Regions from separate parts of the Mus musculus genome. Here region 1 is linked to region 2. Evidence: chromatin contacts called from public promoter capture Hi-C data. All regions are on one chromosome and are shown on one strand. The core of a region is the stretch at or near the end of the contact, and the rest is flanking DNA. Distances in the headings are between cores, read along the strand shown.

What was found. Promoter capture Hi-C pulls out the DNA fragments that hold promoters and counts their contacts.
Region 1: a contact with region 2 is called in a promoter capture Hi-C map of embryonic stem cells. The contact joins the promoter of Rusc2 here to the promoter of Pigo in region 2. A contact is called at or near these places in 10 of 39 promoter capture datasets (3T3-L1-derived adipocytes, the SN4741 cell line, cranial neural crest and 6 more), 1 of 15 datasets of contacts at CTCF or cohesin (the NIH/3T3 cell line), 21 of 115 datasets of contacts at active chromatin or transcription factors (bone marrow-derived macrophages, craniofacial prominence, embryonic basal ganglia and 13 more) and 3 of 9 other capture datasets (adipose tissue, liver and pancreatic islet).

Annotation. Positions count from the first base shown.
Region 1 is chr4:43,405,174-43,410,476 of GRCm38.p6, reverse strand. Rusc2 (RUN and SH3 domain containing 2) reads right to left here and starts at 3,975. Exons shown (of 12, transcript NM_199057.3): 1 at 3,797-3,975.
Region 2 is chr4:43,023,436-43,028,861 of GRCm38.p6, reverse strand. Pigo (phosphatidylinositol glycan anchor biosynthesis, class O) reads left to right here and starts at 3,048. Exons shown (of 11, transcript NM_001305386.1): 1 at 3,048-3,082; 2 at 3,788-4,299; 3 at 5,047-5,190; 4 at 5,369-5,426. The coding sequence starts at 3,789. It overlaps Stoml2 (stomatin (Epb7.2)-like 2), which reads left to right. Exons shown (of 10, transcript NM_023231.2): 10 at 569-1,172. The coding sequence ends at 697.

The DNA of each region.
Region 1 (5,303 bases), core at 2,726-5,225, 380 kb before region 2:
AAAGGAGTACAAACGCCATATACGCATGGGTGGGCCATTATTTGGCAATAAAAGCTTGAGTCACTAGAACATGCTACAACATGAATGAGCCTTACAAGATGGTATTCCGTGTGACTCCTTTGTGTGGTATATGACTTACATGAAATTGTTTTTTTTGTTTTGTTTTGTTTCGAGACAGGGTTTCTCTGCGCAGCCCTGGCTGTCCTGGAACTCACTTTGTAGACCAGGCTGGCCTCGAACTCAGAAATCCGCCTGCCTCTGCCTCCTGAGTGCTAGGATTAAAGGCGTGTGCCACCACGCCCTGCTGATTTGAAATGTCTAAGACAAGAAAACTGGCTAAAATGGAAGGTAGATCAGCAGCTGCCAAGGGCTGGGGGATGTGGAACAACTGCTTAATGGTTAACGAGGACCTTTGCGGGGTGATAAAAATGCACTGCTATTAGACACTGCGATTGTTACAGTGAACAGACTGGTTTATGAACTGTATTGAGAATAAAGCTATACCAGGCTAGCCAAGGCTACATAGAGAGATCTTGTCTCAAAAAACAAAAACAAAACCCACAAAAGATTATGGTTCTGGGAAGAGGAGTGAGACAGAAAGCCTGCTGTGGGGGGTGGGGGGAGGGCTGGAGTGGGGTGGGTGGGAGGGGGATAGAGAGGGTGGGCATTTGCAGAAATAAAGTAAGAACAAAATGGGGAATGGGGAACAATGGCTTAGTGACGTTTTGAGGAACAAGATCAATGGATGGGATTTTTTAGGATGCTTTGATATAAGAGAAAACAAGACAATTCCCCCTTACTTCCGCGTATCTCCTTTACAAAAATATTGGGTCTCATATATGTGTGCACGTGTGTAATACACCCCCCCACATACCTACAACACAGTGTGTGTAATACACACCCCCACATACCCACAAACAGACTACACGCTATGAAGGTAACAAGGGTGACAAGACTCTAAAATTCCAACAAGGATCCACTAATTGAAAAATATACAGTTAGGTGTGGTGCCTTTTGAAACCCTGCCCACCCCCAAAAATGTGTGCATGCGCACGTGGTGTGTGCATGTGTGCACTGTGTGTGTGTGTGTGTGTGATATATAAGCAACCCTATGCTACTAGCTGAGTGTGGTGAGGTCCTGTGGTCCCAGCTACTTAGAAGGCTGAGGCAGAAGAGTTTCCCCAACCCAGGATTCATAGCCAGATTGGGTGTACAGTGAGACTGTGGCTCAAAACAATGTCAATATGGTAATCTGAGCACTGACTTAAAGAGGAAATAGAAGATGAACTGTATATATATGATCTTTTTCTAAGTTATTTTTATTAATTTTTATGTTTATATGCATGGGAAATACAACAAAATATTCATAGTGCAGATCTCTGTTGAGCAATTCTGGATGATTTTCATTTTTTTTCTGTTTCATCTATAGATAATACATACCATGTACATAAATAATAGTTTTCTTTAAGTAGGGGGATTCTCTTTAAATACAATATTAGATTTCCCTCTAGGGTTCATAGATATATCCAGGCAAAACAGTCACATACATTTTTTTTTTTTATAAAGGGACCTGGAGACACAGCTCAGGGCCAGAGTTTTACAAATAAGTGAGCAAACAATAGAATTAATAATAAAAATTAGGAGCCCTAATTTTTGAACATTAAAAAAAAAAGGAATGAAATGGGAGCTAGGGAGGTGACCCCTATAACCCCAGCATCTGTAGGGTAGGGAGAAAGGTTAGGAGTTCAAGGCCAGTCTGAGCTACAGTCGGTTCAAACTAACCTGGGCTACTGAGTCTGACTCAAACAACACAAAGAGGAATGATGTAATAAGCCATTTGACTTTGCCTCAAACACTGCAGAAAACAAGCGAGAGTGCATCTAAGACTTCTTCCCTGGGAGTGAATGTAACACTGTGGCCATGGGTGAAGAGCACTCTGAGATGAATGAACTCAGTTCACACGTGTTGTTCCTAATTAAATGAAGAGAGGAGGAGGAAACTCCCATAAACGAAGACGAGCCTCCTACCTAAATCTAACTCTGTAGGTAGAGTAGTGGCTCAGCCAGCAGGAAGATGTGACATCTAGGTGCACAGATGCAGGGAATCTCCAATTCCATCTAAACATCCCCATATAGTCACAGGCATTTTCACTGCGTGGGCTTGCTTGCTTATATTTTTGAGACAGGGTCTCTCTGTATAGCCCTGGCTGACCTAGAACTGGCTCTGTAGCTGAGGCCGGCCTTGAACTCAGAGATCTGCCCGCCTCTGCCTCCTGAGTACTGAGATTAGAGGTGTGTGTGTCATCACACACGTTTAACACACGAGGAAACCAAGCTGCAGGTTATGGGTAGCTCACTCCCAATCACAGCTGAAATGGCTCCAAGCCTGGGCACGTCCCCTCTCGAGGGTGTCTACTACCACTCATTCTCAAGGGCTTGAGGCCAGTCCTCTCCCTCAAGTCCGGCCATCACCCTCACACAGCTGTTTCCTACTATTCCATGGTGCCCACTGCCGTGACCACTTATATAAGCTCTATCAACTAGTCTGAACCTGCGGCCCCTTTCGTCCCATGTTCTCACATTGGTCAATCCTGTTTCCTGCCCTTCAGGCCCCAGTTCTCAGGCTTCTGCCTCATCCTGGCCCATTCATGGTTCTCACGACACTTCCCCCTTGCTCCACTGTGCTGTTCACAGTTCTTGGCTTGCTGGGAACTAACCTACTCTCAGGACACTCCCGAAATGCCCAGTCACACATTGTAAAACTCCCGTCTAATCTCCAAGTTGACTACCGGGTGAATGGTGGAAACAGGGCTAAGGATCTGTCTGCCTACGGGCAAGACAACTCCAGAAGGCCGCTTCCTGTCTTTGTTCACCCAACAGCATCCCTCTGTTGGTCACAGTACCTAGTTGCTGCTTTTCTGGTTTCTTCAGAGCTAGCAGGGAGGGAGGCAAAGGCATTCATTGTTATACTTTAGTGATCTGACCTTGACCTGAGGTCCTTCGGAGAGCCTCTGTGGGGCTGACAGTCTTCTCTAGGGCAGGACGAAGGGAAGAGGGCGGTATGGTGGATCAGGGGGCATTGGTTTAGCTTGTGCTTTGGTCCCTTCCTGCTAGGAAGCTGCTCTGTAGAGCAGGGCTGAGTATAACATAAGAGGTCAGGTGCCTTCAGCATCCCTCTCTCCATACGCTGTAGGGCATTTGCATTCATTCTTACTGCAACCAATCCCAGAGCCTGGCAGCTTCTACAATGGATATGTCTGTGTGCATACAAGTATGCATGTGTGGGGAGGAAAAGCCACCCAACCTTCTGGATAAGAATGCATAGATTCCTGCATGGTTTTCAGCATAAACTTCCACGAGCTGTAGAAGGGTCTCCACCCATTCAGCCTTTGTGTCCAGATTTGAAAGCTGCAGCTACAGCAGCTTCATTAGAAATACCCAGATAGAAAGAAAGAAAGGAAGGAAGGAAGGAAGGAAGGAAGGAAGGAAGGAAGGAAGGAAGGAAGAGAAAAGGATCTTGTTTCTTGACCAAACAGCACAGATAGATAGCATCAGCCCAAGCCTCTTTCTTGCCCGGCCCATGCATGCATGCAGAGATGAGTTTGTCTCCGCTTGCTGTCACTCTCCCTTTCCGAAAGACAAAGCCACCCTTCAGAAGCCAGAGCCCAGATGCTGATGCTGATCCGGCCTCTGCCAGCAGTGACCTCCCACCCCCCACCCCAGAGCCATTCCTCTGCAAGGAGCCTCGAGCTGGACCTGGTGGCTCCCGTTCCTTTTGCACGCCCGTCGCGCCCTACCTCGACAATGGCAGCTGAATCACTGGTCCTCGAGATCGCACAAGGGGGACCGGGCTGATACCCTGAGATCTGATTTCTGTTAGTACAATGGCATCCCGAGCTAATGCAGGGAGGCTGCGCAATCTCAGCCTGTCTTCTTGCTGCTGCTGCTGCCACGGCGGCTGGGCTGCGGTGACGTTGCTACTAAGGGGAGGGATGGGGAGGGAAAGGAGCAGGCAAGCCCACAGTGCAGCCACTCAGTTCCAGGTCGGTCCCTTCGGCCTGTTAGTCTGGGGGAGGGGCGTAGAGAGAGAAGTCAGCCACAGGGGGCAGTAGGTGCTGGAAGACGGAGACTTTCCAGACAGCAGCATAAAAACCCAGGGAGAGCCGAGCCTAGCTTCTCCTGGGTCCTGAGTGTTGGAAGAAGTCTGGGCAGAGCCTGGGCGCTTCCTTCCTTCCTTCCTTCCCTTCTCAGGCCGCTCCTTTCCGACCTTGGCTAGAAGCACCCCCCCACACACACTCCTCCCACTCAGGCAGTGAATGACTGCGTGTTTCCCAGCTTTTTCTTTAGTTAGGTTTCCAGCTGGGTTAGGGTGGAGGGTCATCCTGGAAGGAGATTTTGGAAGCCCCACCCAGAGGCTACACTAAACAAAACAATATTCCCAGCGACAGATCAGCATTCCACCAGCTAAACAACACCGGCATTTTTCACAAGGCCCAATCTCAGTGCTGGGTTTCCAGGGTCCCTCTGCGTAGGCTTCTGAAGGAAGCCCCTGGGCCACAGGGGGCTTCTCTGAGCAGGTGGCTCTGATGCTCCAAGTCTGGGTGGCTGCAGGCCACCTCCCTAACCCAGGGTTCAGCTGGTCTCCCGGCTCTTCAGAGGGTCTAACAGTTTAAGCGGAGCTGAGCCTGTCACATCAGTTTTTGGTTCTTGCGGACTTGGGTTCGACCAGGGTTGTAAGGGAGTCGATTCCCTTTAACCAGGCAGAGAGTCTGGAAAGTTCCTTCTCCCACAGGAAGGCAGGCAAAGGAAAGGGACTGGGTTCTTAGAGCCTTCGCTTCAACTGTGGACCTTCTGAACTACCTGCCTCTTCCTCTCTCGAGTTCTGGGCCATTCTGTGAGGATAACCGCGCAGTAGCAGACCACACACGAGCCAGGTGTGTAAGTGGAATCTGTCGCTGCTCACTGATGCCACCCTCCAAAACAGCAGCTTTCAGGACAACCATGGCAGCACATGCCTCTAATCCCAGCACTTGGGAGGTAGAGGCAAGCAGATGTCTGTGAGTCGAAGGCCAGCCTGGTCTACATAGAGAACTCTAGGGTGGCCAGAACTACATAGAGAGACCCTGTCTCAAAAACTCCACAAAACAAAACAAAACCAACCAGCCAACCAGCCACCTTCCTGGTGAGCGCTGTGGTTCCCAATGAGTCATGCGCATTTATTTGGTTTTGCTCTGAACTGTTTCCTTTACTCCCCCAACTAAATTTCCAATTGAACTGAGGGCTTTATGTGTCCCAGGCAAGCTC
Region 2 (5,426 bases), core at 1,799-4,298:
ATTCCTGTGTCAGTGTTGGGAGCCGCCCTGCTTTGATGGTTTGATGTAAGAGACTTAGAATTGTTTGCAAGGCTCAGAAAACTGAGGCTTGAAGGATAAGAAAAACCAAGGGGCTGGGTGTGACAGTGCAATCCTGTAATACCAACACTCAGGAGGAGATGTAGGAAGTTCACAGTTAGAAGCTAGTCAGGCTACACAATGCAAACTTGTCTCAACAAAAAAAAGAGGAGGAGGAGGGAGAAGAAGAGAAGAAGAAAAGGAAGAAGGAAGGAAGAAGAAGAAAGAAAAATAGGAGAAAGATGATAAAGAAAAAGGAAAAACTAAAGCCAGGTGTTGGTGGCACATAGCTTTAGTCCACAGGCAAGCAGAGTTTTGTGAGTTCAAGGCCACCCTGGTCTACAGAGTGAGTTCTAGGACAGCTAGGACTACACAGAGAAACTGTGTCTCAAAAAAGAAAAGAAGGAAGGGAAAAAGAAAGAAAAACCAAGAGTTGACCGGCCCCTTTGTGTTTTGGGACAAAGCTTCAAATGGTTCTTAACGGCTCTTTCTCTCTGGTCTTTCTCTTTAGGCCATGGGTGTCTATGGGGCTCTCACCAAAGCCCCAGTGCCCGGAGCCCAGAACTCCAGCCAGAGCAGAAGAGATGTCCAGGCTACAGACACGAGTATTGAAGAACTGGGTAGAGTCAAGCTCAGTTAGTAGAGATGACTCGGCCAGGGAGTCTAGGGGCCGGGAGCTGCTCTCAAAAAAGATTCTGGTTCCAGCCTCCCGGCCAAATTTTAGTTTTTATTTTTTTATTTGAACTTACTAATCATGTAATAAAGTGACCAGTGGCAAATGGGAAACTGTCCTCATTGATTGGGGGATGAAGTTAGGAAAGCCACTCGGGTCGTCTTTGGCCGTCCACTTCCACCCTTCAGTCCAGGTCGGTGTGAGGAGTTGATTCTCCACGCGTGACAAGGATTCACTTCATGTGAAGTGAAGTCATCCTGTCGTCAAGAGAAACCTCGGCTGTACGGGGATTGAGGCATGGTCTGCTGAACTGCCAGCTGCACAGTGGTGCAGGGGCTTGGGGACACACGGGAAAGGACAGCTTGCCCTTATGGTATGGCGGTCTTAAAGGGCAGAGGGTGTAGACTATTAAGCTATTAATAAACTAGGGTTTACAAAAGCAGTTGAGAGATGGCTGTGGTGATGCAGACTAACGGACTGTGAGATCAAGGCCAACTTTAAGTACTTAGTGGGACCCTGTCTCAAAGCAGCAATAACAGAACTGAACCCCAGAGGTGTCTGCTTTCACAGAATCCAAGTCAGGGTGGCAATACAAGGAAGCAGAGCGTGATAAAAAGTCATAAGCCAGGCTGGTAAGGTGGCTCTGTGAGTAAAAGCCTCCTGCAGTACAAGCCGAATGGCCTGAGTTGGATCCACTGTAAGTTCAAAGTGCTCTGGTGAACCGACAAGTTGAGAGTTCCAGGAAACCTCGCTGAAAATTATACTTGAGCTCAGACATGAAGGAGGAGAGAGAGACCCATTCAGATGCCCATTGGCAGAGCATACCTGGCTTATGAACACAAGAGCAAAGAAACTGCTGTGCTGTGGCTGAACGGTTACCAGAAGCAAAGCAGCAGCAACTAGATGTATTTAAAGGGGGAAGAGGGACTTACGTGTAAATTTGTAGGACCCCTATAGGTAGGTGCCACACATTTACTAAGAAGATAAAAGTTGTTTTTTCCTACTGAGATAAAACTCACATACCATACAGATAACCCACTTTTTTGTTTTCTAGAGCAAGGGTCACCGTGTGTAGCCCAGGCTGATTAAATGCATGTGACCTAACCTGCCTATACCTCCCGAGTGCTGCCATACTCTGCCAGCTTACTCATTTCATGTTTTCAAGACAGGGTTCTCAGTGCAGCCTTGGCTAGAACAAGCTCTGTGGACCAAGCTGGAACTCAGAGAGATCCGCCCGCCTCTGCCTTGAGAGTGATGCCTTCAGTGAGTGTTTGCCACCGCTGATTTTTAGGTGGTTACTGTTTTGAGACAGTGTCTCCTTTATCCCAGGCTGGCCCCAGAGGAGCTGTGGTGTCGAGGACGATCTTGGTGGTTAAGAGGATCCTGCCTCTGCCTCCCAAGTGCTGGCATCTCAGACGTGTGCAAGTGTACCAGGTTTTCTAGAATGCTAACTAAAAATCAGGCTGGGTTAGCCCAGGTTTTTGCGAATGCTAAGCAAACTCTGTCAATTGGGATTAAAGGTGTTTGCCACCACCACCTGTCATGTATAAGTTTTTATTTAGATGTATTTTTAAAGACAGGTTTTTTGGGTTTTGTTGTTTTTTTTTTTTGTTTGTTTGTTTGTTTGTTTGGTTGGTTGGTTGGTTTTTTGAGACAGGGTTTCTCTGTAGAGCCCTGGCTGTCCTGGAATTCACTTTGTAGACCAGGCTGACCTGGAACTCAGAAATCCGCCTGCTTCTGCCTCCCAAGTGCTGGGATTAAAGGCGTGCACCACCATTGCCCGGCTAGTTTATGTTTTTTGTTACTGTGAAAAAGTGCTCTTGACAAGAACATCTAAAGGAGCTAGTTACCAGACAGTTTTAGTTCATCACGGGAGGGAAGTCTCAGCAGTGAGAACTTGAAGCATGGGGCTGGGAAGATGGCTCAGTGATTAAGAGCATGTACTGCTCTTGCTGAAGACCAAAGTTTAGTTCCCAGCACTCAGACCTTGTGTTGAAAAACAACCAAAAATGGACAGTGAGTCTGGAGAGAGGGCTGAGTGGCTAAAAGCAATTGCAGCACAAAGTGCATTGTACAAACATACATATAATAAAATGCTCGGTGGTCCCTGGGCTTTTCTTCTTTCATGCTTCTGTACACACCCAGTCATCATCCCCCTCTCTTAGACCTTGCCCTCATTTATGAATTACTGAACCTCCTATCAAAGTTTTCAGCCCCACGTTTCTTGTCGAACTTCCCTGCTGGTGCCGGCAGGCGGCGACAAATCTCCTGGTAGGGCGCTCTGTCAGGCTTGCACACCTCTGTGGTGCCAGACAGCGAGCCCTGCCGCTGCACTTCCGGGCGCGGATCCAGGTGAGCCAAGGTCTCCCTGTTACCTCTGTTACTGTCACCCCTAGGACGGGTGTCTCAGCTTACTGCCGGGGTGCCCAGTATCAGAGGGAGCATGTCCAGGTGTTGGCCGGGTTCCCACCGGAGGAGACAGAGCTGCCGGGACTTCTGGATCCCAGCTTAGCTCAATGGGCTTTATACCGGGCTTCCTGGGGACGTCGTTCCTTCGGTTTTTTCTTGAGCCTGGCCGCCCGGAAGCGGAGCAAGACTCCTCCCCGTCGTTTCCTCGGTTCCCGCCAGGCGGCGCCGTTTACTCAATCCAGTTAATCCGTGTGGTTTCTGTCTATTGCCACCCTGGAAATGTTGAGTTAGTCCGAAGAGAGCCATTGAAATGGACTGTCAGAGAACAATCTACCTACCATTTGGAATAGTCTTCCTCCTAGACTGTGGTTTGACAGCATTAGATCTCCCGGTTGGATATGCACAGGCTCCCGTGCTCACCCCCAGAACCTGAATCGGTAGGTGTAGCCTGGGCGTCAGGTTGAGATCCAAGGTCTCAGCCTCTCACCGTCAGATGGTATGACTGGTAGAAACAGCTGCAACGAGTTAGCTATGGTTTGTTTACGTCCTGAAGTTTATAGCAGTACGTGATTGTTGTTGGGCATTGTTTTGAGAGCCAAAACGTCCATGGTTTCTTCGCACCCCAATGAACATTCTCTTCTCTCCCAGGATGCGGAAGGTGTCTGTGCTCCTCTTCTTAGCCTGGGTCTGTTTTCTTTTCTACGCTGGCATTGCACTCTTCACCAGTGGCTTCCTTCTCACTCGTCTGGAGCTCACCAATCAAAGCAGCTGCCAAGAGCTCCCAGGCCCTGGTCCCTTGCCGTGGGGAAGTCATGGAAAGCCTGGGGCTTGCTGGATGCCTTCCCGCTTCTCCAGGGTGGTTTTGGTACTGATAGACGCTCTGCGGTTTGACTTTGCCCAGCCTCAGCGCTCGCATGTGCCTGGGGAACCTCCTGTCTCCGTGCCTTTTCTGGGAAAATTAGGTTCCTTGCAGAGGATCCTAGAGAGTCAACCCCACCATGGCCGGCTGTACCGATCTCAGGTGGACCCCCCCACGACCACCATGCAGCGTCTAAAGGCTCTCACCACTGGCTCGCTGCCGACTTTCATTGATGCTGGCAGTAACTTTGCCAGCCATGCTATAGTGGAAGATAATGTCATCCAACAGCTCAACAGTGCAGGTCAGTATGTGCCTCTGGGGACTATAGAAGCTGGGGAGCCAGGACTTCAGGTACCCAGCCGTATATTTGGCTATGGTGTAGGGAAACAGAGAGTAGAAATAGATGGGATCTTGTGTGTAGAAAGGCCCAGAGATTTTTGTCCTCAATGAAGCTTCTAATCTGCACAAAATGTTTGTTTGTAACTCGTGGGAGCATCCGATTAAGGAAGAAATGAAGATAGGAATTTGCAAGGATGGAGAAAAAAGGGTAGAGGGATCCAAGTTATGTTCACTCACTGCTTATGAAGAGAGCAGGTCAAGGGCACTGCATTGCGCATGTGTCTTTAATCCCAGCACTCAAGAGGCAGAGGCAAGAGGATCTCTGAGTTCCAGATGAGCCTGGTCTGTAGAGTAAGACCTGTCTCAAAACAGGATGTGTGGTTGGGATAGTACTCTCAAGAGTGTGCTCGTGCGTGCGCACGCACACACACACACACAGCGTATGGATGTGACATGGTACACTTATGGAGGTGAGAAGACAACTTTGGAAGTTGATTTTCTCCTTCTACCCTGTGGGTTCTGAGTATTGAACTCAAGTGGTCCGGATTGGTGGCAAGCTCTTTGACTCACTGAGCTGTCTCCCCTTGCCCTTTGTGTTTTGTTTGTTTGTTTGTTTGTTTTTTTCTAGAGTCTTCTCTTATAATCTCCCCTGTTCTGGCTCTCACATGAACAAGATACGATCGATCCGATTCCCCTCTTGTCTCTACAGGAAGGCGTGTAGTCTTCATGGGAGATGATACCTGGAGAGACCTCTTCCCCGGAGCCTTTTCTCAAGCTTTCTTCTTCTCATCCTTCAATGTCAGAGACCTGCACACAGTGGATAACGGCATCTTGGAACACCTCTATCCTACCCGTGAGTAAGAAGCGCTCAGTCCCTCACTGACCCCAGGAGCTGTGGAGGGTTCCTTTAGTCTGCAGACTCTGGGTCCAGCAGCCTGGGGCTTATACCACTGGGTGCAGAGGAACATCAAAGCCTGATGGAGGGAGGCGTGGGCTTCACCGCCCTGTGCTCAGTGTTCTCCCCTCCACAGTGGACGGCGGTTCGTGGGATGTGCTGATCGCTCACTTCCTGGGTGTGGATCACTGTGG